Linked DNA regions of Zea mays: region 1 is linked to region 2. A link is a contact called in public Hi-C data. All regions are on one chromosome and are shown on one strand. The core of a region is the stretch at or near the end of the contact, and the rest is flanking DNA. Distances in the headings are between cores, read along the strand shown.

Region 1 (3,022 bases), core at 63-2,562, 320 kb before region 2:
GAAGACTATATTGTAAGGGCTAGGTGTGTGGGGTGTATGATACCAGGGCTATCTTTGCCCTTTTTACTTCTTAAGTTATTGAAGTAGTGAAAAGCCATTACCAGAACCATCCAAATATCCGTTTCGGCTTGGTAAAAAACATGGGAGTGTTTCTCTGATTCTATAACCTCGCAATCCTCTTCTGGGGAAAATATTCTGCATATAACTAACATTGAGAAATAAGATGTGGAACCCAGCAATATTAGGCAATAAATGAATTATCAAAAGTATAGAGTCAGGAAATACTTGGATGGCAATTTGGGGAGAATACACTATCAAAGAGCAAACGGAAGTCATAATGTGACCACAAAAGAGATGTTGCTTATGAAGGGCCCCAATTACTGATGTTAACCCCCATGTCAGTCTGAGTAATCATCCATTAGTATTTGCAGTTGTCTAGAGATCTACATGAATATGTGAACTGTGAACACTATGTGAAAATAAACCACTATACAAAATTACAAATGTTATTACTATTAAAAGGCTAGATGTTTCTAGATCTGCCACTGTCATACAGGTGAACTTAGGAACCAACGCCATTGGCCCGCTGCCAAAAAAACTAATCAAGTCCAGAATTGTTCTTGCTTGAAAAAACCTAAGCTGGATCACATGCAACAAAATCGATTCACCCAAACTTGCATACTCGAGCAATCTACGGATTTGAAATACTGAAGTGATGCTATAAGCTTAGATGCTGTTGTAGCCCTCTAGAAAGCTGGGTGCAATTCTTTTCCTAAACGCAGAAGATGCTGCTGCTGTTGTTGGCGAGGAGCACGAGCAGATCAAGACCTTCAAATTGCGACCAACTGCACAATAAAAATGAGTGAGAGCGAAGGCAACCTAGTGAAAGTGACGATCCCCTCGCAGAGGCCGATGACAGAGAGCTGGAGCAGGATGGGGCAGTCGGCGGGGTAGAAGTAGAGGATCTTGTCGAGCTCCTGGCCCTCCTGTTGCCCCCTCTGGAGGTCGAACACGCAGAGCTGCACCCCGTCGCCAGTGGCGGCCGACGAGAGCCCCATTCGAAACCGGAGCTGCCGAGGCCCGAGGGGCCACCCCGCGGGACACGCAACCGCGAGCGAGTGGACCCGAGGCGGTAGGTGGGGGCGACCACGCGGCCCGGACTGATCCGGTGCGGGTGCGGGAGCGGGGCGCCGGAGAGGGAACGGCGGGCTAGGGCCCGCGGCGGCGGTCACAAGAAAGGGCGGAGGAGAAAGGGGGAGGCGGGCGTGGACCGGTGACTGGGGTCGGCGACCGACGCAGGCGTGCGGCGCGGTGAGGCGCTGTTCGGGCACGCCGGGCAGGTGGGACGGGGACAAGCTGGTCGGTGGGGGAATTGTTGACTTGGGCCTCGCCGACGGGATTCGGGCCTGCCCAATTATGTATGGGCTTGCGCAGCCCAGGAGCATGGGGGTGTTAATTTCACGGCTGCGTGACGGCATATGGGCCAACAGGCAACAGCCACATCATTAGTTTGGAAATTTGGAGAGGCGGGCAGGCCGCCATCGATGACATCGCGGCATGTCTCTTCTCTACTCCCGTTTTGTCCAATATCTAATTTTCTTCTCCATATTTTGCCTAACAAATGCATACGCAACCAAACATATCTGCACAAGCAACCATGACGAGCGTTTTCCTCCTTGTTGTCGGCGTCAACTCCGATCTCTCATCTCGGTCTCCTTCACCAGATTACCCTGTACCACCATAAAAGGCACGAGGAGATCATCCTGTTTGCCTCCGTCTCACCATAAAAGTGACACCGTGGATGGGACGCGCCAGCCGCGGCTGGCGCGCCCTAATCCATGATGTCGCTTTTACCTTTCTCATCGGCAAGCAGAGAGCCAAATGTTAGGACTTGCTCTCACTCGCAAGGGGGGCCAACAAAGGTGAACAGTTACGACAACAGGGTTACGCGCTAGATGACAATAGCTCTGTTAATCTAGCCTCTCACGGGCACTGTGCGGGGGTATTTATAGGTACATGAGCGCCCAGCGCCTTGTGCTAAGGACGCATGTGCCCTCAGCTACCTAGGTTATCCCCAGAATATTCCCATAAAGTAGGGTTACAGACTGTAATTACAGGGATGCCTTTACAAATTAGGCCCGTAACACGCGGCGGCCACGCAGGGCCCGTTACAATGGGCCGGATCGCACGTGGGCCTCTGAGCTGGACGAGGCCGCACTGTGGGATGACGCCGTCGCAGGCCTTCGTCTGGAGCCGAATCGAGCGAAGGGTGTCCCTGCCCGTTTTGTCTCTGTCAGACCAGCGACTGCAGCAAAGGCCTCGAGCGAAGGGTGGCGTCTTTGCCTTCGCCCCAACAAGGAGAATGCGCTCTGGATCTCGAGGTTAATTTTATACTGGTTGTTGGTAAAAGATTTATAAGATATTAAAGTCGATGATAATCTACGTTAATATATATATATATTACTCGCTTTTATATAATCGTTGTGTGATAATATTGTCGGGGACCATAATTAGGGGTACCCTCAAGACGCCTAATTCTCAGCTGGTAACCCCCATCAGCATAAAGCTGCAAAGGCCTGATGGGCACGATTAAGTCAGGGATCAGTCCACACGAGTGACTCGATCACGCTTCACCCGAGCCTAACCTCGGCCAAAGGCAGCCGACCTCGAGAGACTTCCGTCTCGCCCGAGGCCCCCTTTTTATGGCGGACACATCACCGGCTCGCCCAAGGCCTTGGCTTCGCTCAGAAGCAACCTTGACTAAATCACCGCACCGACTGACCAAATTGCAGGGGCATTTAACGCAAAGGTGGCCTGACACCTCTATCCTGACACGCGCCCCCGGCAGAGCCGAGGTGACCGCCGTCACTCCACCGCTCCACTGGCCAGTCTGACAGAAGGACAGTGCCGCCTGCGCCACTCCGACTGCAGTGCCACTCGACAGAGCGAGTCTGACAGGCAATCAGGCCTTGCCAAAGGCGCCACGGCGAACTCCGCTCCGCCCGACCCCAGGGCTCGGACT
Region 2 (3,040 bases), core at 451-2,950:
GATCACAAGAAGGAATGAGAAAAAGAAGCAATCCAAACGCAAGAGCTCAAATGAACACAATTCACTCTCTCACAAGTCACTATTTGATTTGGAATGAACTAAGGACTTGGGGGAGGATTTGATCTCTTTTGTGTATCTTGTATTGAATGCTATAGCTCTTGTAAGGTGTGGGAAGTCAGAAAACTTGGATGCCATGAATGGGGGGTGGTTGGGGGTATTTGTAGCCCCAACCACCAAACTAGCCGTTTGGTGAAGGCTGCTGTCGCATGGCGCACCGGACAGTCTGGTGCGCCACCGGATACTGTCCGGTGCGCCTGCCACGTCACCAAACCATTGGATTTCGACCGTTGGAGCTTCTGTCTTCTGGGCCACCGGACAGTCCGGTGGTGCACCGGACAAGCACTGTTCAGTGTCCGGTGCGCCATCTGGCTCTGCTCTGACTCTGGCGCGCACTATAGCGCATTTAATGCTCTCTGCAGACGACCGTTGGCGCGAAGTAGCCGTTGCTCCGCTGGCACACCGGACAGTCCGGTGCGCCACCGGACAGTCCGGTGAATTATAGCGGAGTGGCCTCCAGAATTCCCGAAGGTGAGCAGTTCGGAGTTGAAATTCCTGGTGCACCAAACACTGTCCGGTGGCACACCGGACAGTCCAGTGCGCCAGACCAGGGCACACTTCGGCTGACTTTAGCTTTCTATATTTAAATCCTTTTTCGGTCTTTTTATTGGTTTGTTGTGGACCTTTGGCACCTGTAGAACTCATAACTTAGAGCAAACTAGTTAGTTCAATTATTTGTGTTGGACAATTCAACCACCAAAATCAATTAGAAAAAGTGGAAGCTATTTCTCTTTCAATAACAAAACCCTCAAAACACCCATGCATTTAGGGTCCTATCAATCTCTGATTTGAGTTGACAAATGGGCGAATTGGAAGATGCCAGTATTGCTTGAGTCGATACTTGAGAGCTACAACGTCGCCGTCACCAAATTCAAAGATGTTCACTACCACATACTTCGGGACACGTAGTTTCTGCCAAATAATTCTACTTAGCCTGATCCAAGTGAGAGTGTAGCAATGACTCTAGATGATAGATAGAGCTACACCCTTCGATGTACTATTAGTTATTATTTAGAACAGCGACAGAGTCTCTAAAATATAATTTTGACCAATATTTTTTTAAATACAAATAAACTTTTAATACATTGATGTTTTTATAAAAGTACATGTTAAGATAAATCGGTGCATATAAACATTATATTTCAAAACTACATAATAAAATGGTTATTTATAGTCAAAATTTTATAAATTTAACTTAAAATTTGTCCAAAACGACGACTAACAGGATACGTGAAGAAGTAGTTGCTATTGATAGAAACTCAGCTGAATTTAACTAATTAGTCAGATAAACAACTAGTTAGATATTTAGTTAAAAATTCGTTAACTTATTAGCTTTCTTATTTTAGCAGTAATTAGTTCCGGTAACTAGTAATTAGTTCCGGTAACTGGCCCTGGACACCCAAGTACCCAACACCCAATAGTACTCCAAGGCTCGAATGGTCGATGGAGAGTGAATTCGTGGTGCTCGCGGAGGTCGGCCCACGGGATACATCCCTCACCTACGTGGCGATGATCGCGCTACTCCAGCCGCCACGTGTCCCCGAACCCCTCGTTAAATCCAGCACAGCGCATATCCCCATCCGTTCCTGTTCCCCTCGGCGACGCCAGTACGGCAGTACGCCACGCCAGTGCCCAGTTGCATTGACTCCTCCCCGGTCCCCACATCTTGCCGCCAATGGATGTCGACGGGCCCGCCCCCGCCGACGCCTCTGCCAGGCCCGCCACCAACGGCGAGGCCCCCTCCGGCGCCCGCGAGGTCGACGTCGGCGAGGAGGACACGCTCGCCGGCGTCCTCCGCAGCTTCGTCGACGGCGTCTGGTACCCGGACGAGCCTCTGCTCCGGCGGCTCCGGGCGGCGTCCTGCGACGCCGCGCCGCGCCTGAGGGGGGCGTCCCGGAACTCCGCGCGGGACCTGCTTGAGTGGACCAGGCGGGGCAGCGGCCTCCGCGCCATCCTCGTCATCTCGGTGGGCGCGCGCCTCCTTGATCCGTCACATGAGCATGGGTTTTCTTGCCCTGTTTACTAAATCTGGCTCTATCTTCTTTAGTTTATTTTCTGTAGGTGATTGCGTAGCGGTTAACTGTGCCATGGTCACTATTGCAATGTTGGTTTAGATTTGTGCTTTTTAGATCTCAGGGGCAAGGATGAAAGTGGGTATCCGAATTGTTAGACAAATTTAATATTTTAAAATAGATAGGTATGGAATTTTATGTTAATCTTTTTTTATGTTATCAAGCATATTATTACAGATAAGAATAAAATTTTGTATAAATTGTTTTATGTATTATTTGCTCCTCACAACCGAAAAGGTGAAAAAATATCTGAATTTGTATCGGAATTTTATATCTTTCATTTGAGAAGATATAAATTTGAGGTTTAAATTTTATGAATCTTTACAAGCTCATAGCTAAAAAACGATAATACCATTTTGCATAGCAGATTTTATATACTATTTATTCGCAATCAAAGAAAAAAGAAAAAAGGTTGATATTTATCCGTTCCATCCCTATCAGGGCCATATATGATTACGAATCTGTTGGGGAAAGTGAAGAATGTTTGCGAATCTGTTGGGGGAAGTGAAGAATAGGCTGAATTGTAATCCCTCTGTCCTGAAACCTAATAGATTTAGGTTTTCTCTAAACCAAACAACCATAAGTTTAACTAAATTAACAATTACAAAATAAGTATTAACATCTACGACCTCAAATAGGTAAACTATAAAAATAGATTTCATATTCCTTCTAAAAATTAGATTTCATAGGGTAGCAGTGTTTTTAATAGTACTCATTTAATAACGTTGTTTCTAAAAAACTTATCTGACTTAGGTTAGTTTGACTTTAGACAACTCAAAATTAACTGCATTTGAAGTCGAAGGGAGCATGTTGTAAGCAGAAACGAAAACATGGTGAATTACTTCTGCTAG

What was found. Hi-C and Micro-C count contacts between places; a contact is called where the count stands out from the background.
Region 1: a contact with region 2 is called in a Hi-C map of ear, with 1.7 times the contacts expected there. The contact joins the promoter of LOC100280223 here to the promoter of LOC100275140 in region 2.

The regions. Positions count from the first base shown.
Region 1 is chr4:83,185,390-83,188,411 of Zm-B73-REFERENCE-NAM-5.0, reverse strand. It overlaps LOC100280223, which reads right to left and starts at 1,312. Exons shown (of 10, transcript NM_001153153.1): 1 at 880-1,312; 2 at 102-195. The coding sequence starts at 1,058.
Region 2 is chr4:82,868,716-82,871,755 of Zm-B73-REFERENCE-NAM-5.0, reverse strand. It overlaps LOC100275140, which reads left to right and starts at 1,700. Exons shown (of 3, transcript NM_001150506.2): 1 at 1,700-2,083. The coding sequence starts at 1,793.